2 separate regions of the Mus musculus genome follow, and region 2 is linked to region 1. A link is a contact called in public promoter capture Hi-C data. All regions are on one chromosome and are shown on one strand. The core of a region is the stretch at or near the end of the contact, and the rest is flanking DNA. Distances in the headings are between cores, read along the strand shown. Region 1 overlaps Sh3glb1 (SH3-domain GRB2-like B1 (endophilin)). Region 2 holds the start of 2410004B18Rik (RIKEN cDNA 2410004B18 gene).

Region 1 (3,877 bases), core at 644-3,143:
TATGCAAGCTAACAGAATCTTTAACTGTTCTAGAAAATTTCATTCCTGCTGTTGGATTATACATAAAAAACTTAAATATTTAAAATTAAATTTCATTTATTTTCTGTGGTATGTGTGTATGTGCCATGGTGGGCATGTGGTGGGCATGTAGAGGTCATGTGGAGCTCAGAGGATACCTTTTAGGAGTTCTCTCCTTTTCCAAGTGGGTCCTGGGAATTGAACTCAGGTCATTAGGCTTGGTAGCAAGAGCCTTTACACACTGAGCCATGTCACCAGCCCTCACATATAAAAAAAATTTGACCGTCTTTCATCAGGACTTAAACAAATGATGTCTTTTGTTGTTGTTGTTAGTGAGCAGAGTAGAGTTTTAGTACAACAGGTGTCATGCTTGCTTCATTCAGTCCACTTCCCGCTGCCCTCCCTCCTGACCCTGCTGGCTGGCCTGGGAAGTGGACTCTCTTGCTTCGCTTCCCAGCTTGGTGTTGCAGTAACAGATCCATGCTGCGGTGTGTGCCCAGCCAGTGCTCCCCACTGAGCCTATTCCCCCTATCATGACTTTCACATAGAAAGGGAGACACTACCTTCCCAGTTGCTTCTGTAGGTCTAGCATATACTGGTAACACTGTGCATAGTAAGTCATCTGGGCTTCTACAAAGTCATTCAGACAGCGGAGATGATGGGCCTGCAATGGAAAAGTTACGGTCATTCTCAGAAGTTCAAGTGCTACAAGCCAAGGGGAACAAAGGCTAACACTGTCACAAGGGAGAATCAGCGGTGGCAACCTACTGTAAAGCTTATTACTGGGGTACTCCTATCAGACTTACTAAGATGAATTACTGGTGAACAATATGTTGACAAACTTTGTTTAGCCAATAGAAACCAGCAGGAAAATTTATGCAATGTGTAAAATGTGTGGTGAGATGTGAGAGAAAATGAACACATTTCTTCAGATCCTTGTAAACTCTCTTCAGCTTTCCTTGAGAGGTAAATGCCACAGGAAGCTCTCGCCTGCACATGCTCCTCCTTAGCTGCCTGGGGTTGTCTCAGCGTTTTTTTTTTTTTTTTTTTTTTTTTTTTTTTTTTGGGGCAATGATGTAACACTCACGTGTGTACTGCTGATTCCCTCAAGCAGGAGTCGGGTAATCTCTGCCTGACGATCAAATTCACTTTGAGTTATTCTCAATTCCTGTTCAGACTGAAATTATAACATACTGTTAGGCTCTCAATAGAAGACTCAGTCCACTTTACATATACCAAAATGAAAAAAAGAAAAGAAAGAAATTCCCAATATACTCCAAATTAGAGTCTGATGATACACCAACTCTTTTGTGTATGTCTTAACTGTTTTTGAGTTTCTAGACCTACCTGTGTCACCAAACACAACTGACACAACCCATCCTTTATCAGCACTCGACCCATGCCAAAGCATTAGTTGGACACATTATGACTGTCAAGATATCTTTGTACCTTTTCTAGTATTTTGCTGAATTGAGTATTTTACAAAATCATAAGAGTACCACATTTTATAAGTATAAAGCAGTATTATGTTTAAAACTCCAAATTATTACTGTGTGCTTTTCTTTGGCACTTTAACAGTAGTCTTCAAGTTCAAATAGAAGGTTAAAGAGTAAAGCCACAGGCTTCCCACCTCTGTGTTTCGTTACTCAACACTTGTTACTAAGACAGGCTCTTGGCTTCCTTCATGGGATTCTTGGTCCTATACCCTAACTTTCTTTTACGATTTCTCCCTAAGTTATGCATAATAGGGTTCAGTCATTAGCATCATTAAGATTGGAGTTTTTCTGCCAGTTAGAGTTGGTCTTGAGTACACCCTTTTCTTTTCAAAGGAAAAAGGAAGTGCTCTAACCTCCTGATCTACGTGATATAAATACCCTCACTGGGGCTTTTCTCCAGTTCCCAAGATGAAGTTGCTGACTTTGGAAATGAGAAGTAGTACTGACTTCTGTTTAGTGCTGGAACAAAACAGTTCACAGAGAAAGCAACAATATCTAAATATCCTAAATACTGGCATTACAGATCCAAAGTGGTTAGAAGTAGTTCGTAGTAAAGTGAGGAGGAAAAAAATAAATCTTCAGAGATTAATCCCACAACTGGAAATGACTGCAGGTGACAGATTCTACCATAAATAATCAATCATACGCAGACAATCAACACCATTCCCACATGTCATAAGGCAAGGTCAGACCGTCTCCTTCCATAGCCGTCTTTACCTTGGTGATCCTTGTAACAGAAGTGGCCCATGAACCAGTTAACAATCGAGTACAGGATCAGTTGCTCTAGGATCCTATCCAAGACCCTAACCCTAACCTTAACCCTTCTGCTCTCTCTCTCTGCTTCCTATGACAGATGGAAATGTGACCAGCTGGCTTCCTGCTCCTGTTGCCATGTCATGTCTTCCCTGCTATGACAGACTCTCCCTCTAGAACCCCAAGCCAATGTTAACTTTCTACTTCACGTTGCTTTTGGCCATGGTATTTTTATCTTGCTTTTATGGTTCAGCTTATATTCTCTCACACATTGTTTTGCCTTCTTTTCATGTCAGAGGTTCAAAAACAATGAGGAGCCAGGGTGGACCACAGTTATTGTACTGACAAACCACACAGCCAATAGTTCTAGAAACGATGCCTGGAACACACTGTAGAGTCTGTAGTTTTATACGTGATACCAGTAAGGCTTATCAAGCTATCTAAGTGTCTGAGGCCACAGTTCCCACGTGTCCTCTTTGCTAACACCCTCGTTTGGAATGCAGACTTTGGTAGGCCTGCAAGTAAATGGGGGGAGCCCATGACAAATGTCTGAAGACCCCAATAACATTCCAAGTCAATCTACACTACTATCATTTTCTTCTTTAAATTATTGAGTTATAACTTGATTTCCCAGCCAAGAGAAAGTAAAAGACAGTAACAGAGGCAGAAGGACAGCTGACCACAGGCAGAGGGACAGCTGACCACAGGCAGAAGGACAGCTGACCACAGGCAGAGAGACACTTTTACAAGCAACAGTATTACACTAAAGGGAAGGACGAAAATTAAAAGACCCAATTGTCACATAGTATAATGATGGATATCTGTAGTTATGAAGTTAACTATAAATAAAATATTTGCTATGCTGTATATATACAGCCTTAAACTACACATTTTATGGCTATTCCTACAAAAGTGACAGAAAAAGTCAGTTTGGTGCTCAAGAGACCACCATTAGTTTCCTCGAACCCAGGTCTCTGAAGACAAGGGGCCACAATATTTATTATCTTTACATTTAAGATATCATTGAAAAATAACTATCAATAAATAACTCAAGTACTTCACCTGTCTTCTAGGAAGGCACTGTATGAATAGCACTTGCTTAGCTCTTGTCTAGGACTCCTCATGTTGGCCTAATTCTAGTGCTGTACGGAACTGCTGTTAGTAGCACACTCGATAATTCCGTAATTCCCACGTTTGTAACACAGGTCACAGTGATGAGTGGCTCCAGGCCGGTGCTCATCTGCTCATCTAGTGTCTATTAACTCAATGACAATGACATTTGGTTCCTGATCCAGGCGTTTAAGGTTTACTTACTTTTGTCACTTCCTCTGCCCAAATCTAGCCAGCATTAAAAATTAGAGAGAAATATACAGCATGAAATAAAGTTGGAATTGAACATTTCCTACAACTTAGTACAGAAAAATGTGCTTTAATTTAAATGGCATATTCTCTCCCTTACAAACTAACACAGTAGTAATCTAAATCAGTATAGCTGAGTATATCATGAAGTCTGCCTTCTATATGTATCAACACTACCAACTTAACAATCATATAACTCTACAAATAAGAAAAGCAGCTTCCTCAAATGGAGAAATCTGACCTATCATAGA
Region 2 (3,663 bases), core at 924-3,423, 1.2 Mb after region 1:
TTTGAGTTTAATTTTCTTTTCAAGGTCAGAACTTTTATTTAAGTCCCATCACTACAGACAACCAACCAGTTTATCCCAGCCCATGTTACCTTTAGTTAATCTGCCCTTTATTAATAATTAATACAGGTCCATTGTAGACAGCTTACATCTTTTATAGTGGGACTTTCTCAGATCCACCAATAGTATAAATAAGGACATGAGACTTCTAATATAGCTTAAAGCTTAGGCCTTTTCCTAGGGCAGTCTCCCGCTAGTTCATCTGACTTAACCTGACACTTGCCGACAACCTGCCACTTGGCTCATGCTGTGCCCTTCTCCCTGTGGTCCCCTTTCTGTACCTACTCTGCAGTCTCCAGTCTCCTCTCTTACCCTTCCTTATTCTCTCTCGAGTTTAGCTTTTGTAAAAAATAAAAAATTTTTGTTACTTTAGTTTTTAGGAACCCATTGCTATTTCTTGCCAAATATTCTTTTTGTTTTCTTTTTAAGATTTATTTATTTTAAGCCAGGCAGTAGTGACACACACCTTTAAACCCAGCACTTGGGAGGCAGAGGCAGGTGGATTGCTGAGTTCGAAGCCAGCCTGGTCTACAGAGTGAGTTCCAGGACAGCCAGGACTGCACAGAGAAACCCTGTCTCGAAAAAAAATATTTATTTTATGTAGATGAGTATAATGTAGCTGTCTTCAGACACCAGAGGAGGGTATCAGATCCCATTGCAGATGGTTGTGAGCCACCATGTGGTTGCTGGGAATTGAACTCAGGACCTCTGGAAGAGCAGTCAGTGCTCTTAACCCCTGAGCCATCTCTCCAGCTCTCAAGTTTAAATTTTTAATGCTAGAGATTCTTTACCCCATCTAAGAGCCTTCTGCCAGCCCAGCATCTTGATGCTACTCTAAAGTTTCCTGGACATCCTGGGGTTTCACTTGTCCATGTACCTTCCCTATGGTTTTTCCCCAAACTCATTATATAAACAAGCACGGCCACGGGTGTCGGAGCCTTGTACATTCACCCCATTTCCACCACGCGCTGAGATTACAAATACACACCACCATGCCCAGTTTATATGGGTGCTGGTACTGGAACCCAGTACCAGGCAGCGAGCTCTGCCTCCTGAGCTGCACTGATTTGGTTCATGTTTCCGGAGGGTAACCGGAAGCTCTGAATGAGGACTCCTCTGGACCGCTCCTCGCCCATCTTCCCTTGGTTGGACTTATGCTATATTTGCTGCAGTAAACTGTAGCTATATACACGTGGTTACTCAGCTTTCAGCGGGTTCTACAATTTTGTCACATTACCAGGCTGGAGGGTGCGTGAGGGGACCCTGAATTTGCTAATGATGTCAGATCTGAGGATGATTTGGGTAACCCAGGACTTTGTACTTTGGGAACAATTGTATCTCTGTCAAGTCTAGGTACTTGGACGGAAGGAAGTTTTTCTAGAAACACTCAGACCTATTATCTCAGAAATTACAACCCAGCAATATTCCTTGATGTACTCCAGGGACGGTCACCAAAATAAATACTAGGAATATAAACCTGAACAAGGCAGTCTAGCCCGTTCCATTACCAGACTTCGTATTTTTCTGTAGAATTTAGCAGATAAGAATCAGACCAAATGGCAAGTTATTAATGACTATGTCACCTCTGACCAGGCATTTTTAACTGGGATCTAAATATTTACAATGGTACCAACTTGGGGTGGGGGGCTGTAAAATTTCACCATTGACCTCTAGTTTGTGGCAATACTCCGGTCTCATCTTCTCAAGTGCTGGGGTTAGAAGTGTGCGCCCCCACCCCCTGCTTGCTTGTTCTTACTGTTTGGTAGACAACGTCTCCTGCACTGTATTAGCTGTTAAGAAAGGACTTACATGCACCTCGCTGGCCCTCAAATTTGCCTAGGATTATAGGTATGCATGTTTGGTTTTTCTCTGCTTTAAATTACAAGCCCAGAGTGTGACTGTGGCCACTGATTTCCCTCCGGGTATCCTAAGGCTCCCGCTGCTTTTTCCCAGAGATCCTTAAGAAAAAACAAATAAATAACTTGCTTGAGGGCTGTGGAATCCCCGCCTCCAGCATCCTTCCAATCTCCGCCCATGAGTAGGAGCGCGGCTCCGCCGCTAGGGGGCGCAAATGGATAACTCGCCAGCCTGGGGGGCGGGATCAGCCGTGGCTTCCGGCTTCCGGCTTCCGGCCGAGAGAGGGTGGGAACCCGCGGCCGTCATGGCAGCCGAAGAGAAGGACCCGTTGAGCTACTTCGCGGCTTACGGGAGCAGCAGCTCCGACTCGTCGGATGAGAACAGCGAGCCGGAAGACGCGGGTCGCAAGGAGGCGGCCTCGGCTCCGACGACGGGCGGCCGCGGGAAGCAGGCGGAGAAGCGGCTGCCCGGCCCGGACGAGCTGTTCCGCAGCGTGACCCGCCCGGCCTTCCTCTACAACCCGCTCAACAAGCAGATCGACTGGGAGCGGCATGTGGTGAAAGCGCCGGAGGAGGTGAGATCCCCGGCCCCGCGGCCGCCCCGGGGCCCGACGCCCGCTTGCCCCTCCGCCCGCTCGCCCACCCCCGGCTCGCACTCAGCCCGCGCCGCGCCGCGCGTCCCCACGGCCCCGGGAGCCCGGGGGGTGTCAGCCCGGGCCCGCCCCTCCGCGCTCGGGGGTCCCAGCCGGGCGACGACTAACGGTGGTGACTCCCCGCCCCCCGCTGCAGCTTCTCCCCGAGACCCCTTCCCTTTGACGCCGAAGTGCCTGCGCTGCTGCCTCCAAGACAGCGTCTCTGCTGCAGCCTCCTGAAGGGGTCAGCCTGGCCGTAGTATCTGGGACTGCATCCTCCTTTGGTAACTAAAAGTTATTAGCTTTATTTATCCAGGGAACCCTTTGACTTTTTCACCTAACAGTGTTGTGATGTTGATGGAAAAAAAAAAGTGTCTTTTAAGCCTAAAGGATTTTAAAAAAGAAAGAAAGAGGAAAGTCAGCCAGAATGATGAGCAGGGAGGTGCATGCGCTCGTATCCATCGCGGGAACCTCGGTTCGTCACAGGGTTTCTTAATGTGCTTACTCGACAGCCTCCAAAGGAGTTCAAGATCTGGAAGTCCAACTGCGTGCCGCCCCCAGAGACCTACACTACTGAGAAGAAGCCGCCGCCGCCAGAGCTGGACATGGCGATCAAATGGTCGAATATCTATGAAGACAATGGAGACGATGCCCCACAGAACGCCAAGAAAGCCAGGCTTCTGCCTGAAGGGGAGGAGACAGTGGAATCAGGTAAGAGAGAGGAGTGTTGTTGTTTAAGATTTCAGCACTCAGAAAGAAGAAAATCCTTCCGGACAAGGTTTACAGCCTAGTGAGTTGGAAGGCTTGCCCAGAAATTGTCTTTGGATGCTAACGGTCTTTCGATCGTTCGGGTTTTTTGTTTTGTTTTGGGGGGAGACAAGGTCTATGTAACCTGAATGTTCTCGGAACTCATTATGTAGACCAGTCTCTTGAGTGAGGCCAGCCCAGCCTGTCTGTGCCTCAGTATCTCAGTGCTAGGACTGAAGGTGTGTGCCAGCAACCCACGTTTCCGCTCCGTTTGTAAGGATTCTGCCTGAAAGTAGTCTCAGAGGTCTCTGGGTATGATGCCTTATTAGAGCGGCGGGTGTGAACTCGCTCGCGGGTCCTTGTCCTGCATT

Evidence for each region. Promoter capture Hi-C pulls out the DNA fragments that hold promoters and counts their contacts.
Region 2: a promoter capture Hi-C map of liver shows a contact between it and region 1, with 4 times the contacts expected there. The contact joins the promoter of 2410004B18Rik here to the enhancer-like site in region 1. A contact is called at or near these places in 2 of 39 promoter capture datasets (hippocampal neurons and liver) and 6 of 115 datasets of contacts at active chromatin or transcription factors (acute myeloid leukemia, astrocytes, bone marrow-derived dendritic cells and 3 more).

The regions. Positions count from the first base shown.
Region 1 is chr3:144,696,273-144,700,149 of GRCm38.p6, forward strand. Sh3glb1 (SH3-domain GRB2-like B1 (endophilin)) reads right to left here. Exons shown (of 9, transcript NM_019464.3): 6 at 1,106-1,195; 7 at 582-682. Among named protein-coding and RNA genes, the nearest start is that of Sh3glb1, 22 kb to the right of the region's middle. Within about 2 kb of position 1,894, at least 60 of the 459 cell types and tissues checked have an H3K27ac peak or open chromatin away from gene starts, as enhancers often do. A contact at or near this core is called in bone marrow-derived dendritic cells and liver, where this site is marked.
Region 2 is chr3:145,935,841-145,939,503 of GRCm38.p6, forward strand. 2410004B18Rik (RIKEN cDNA 2410004B18 gene) reads left to right here and starts at 2,174. Exons shown (of 3, transcript NM_025555.5): 1 at 2,174-2,488; 2 at 3,058-3,256. The coding sequence starts at 2,219.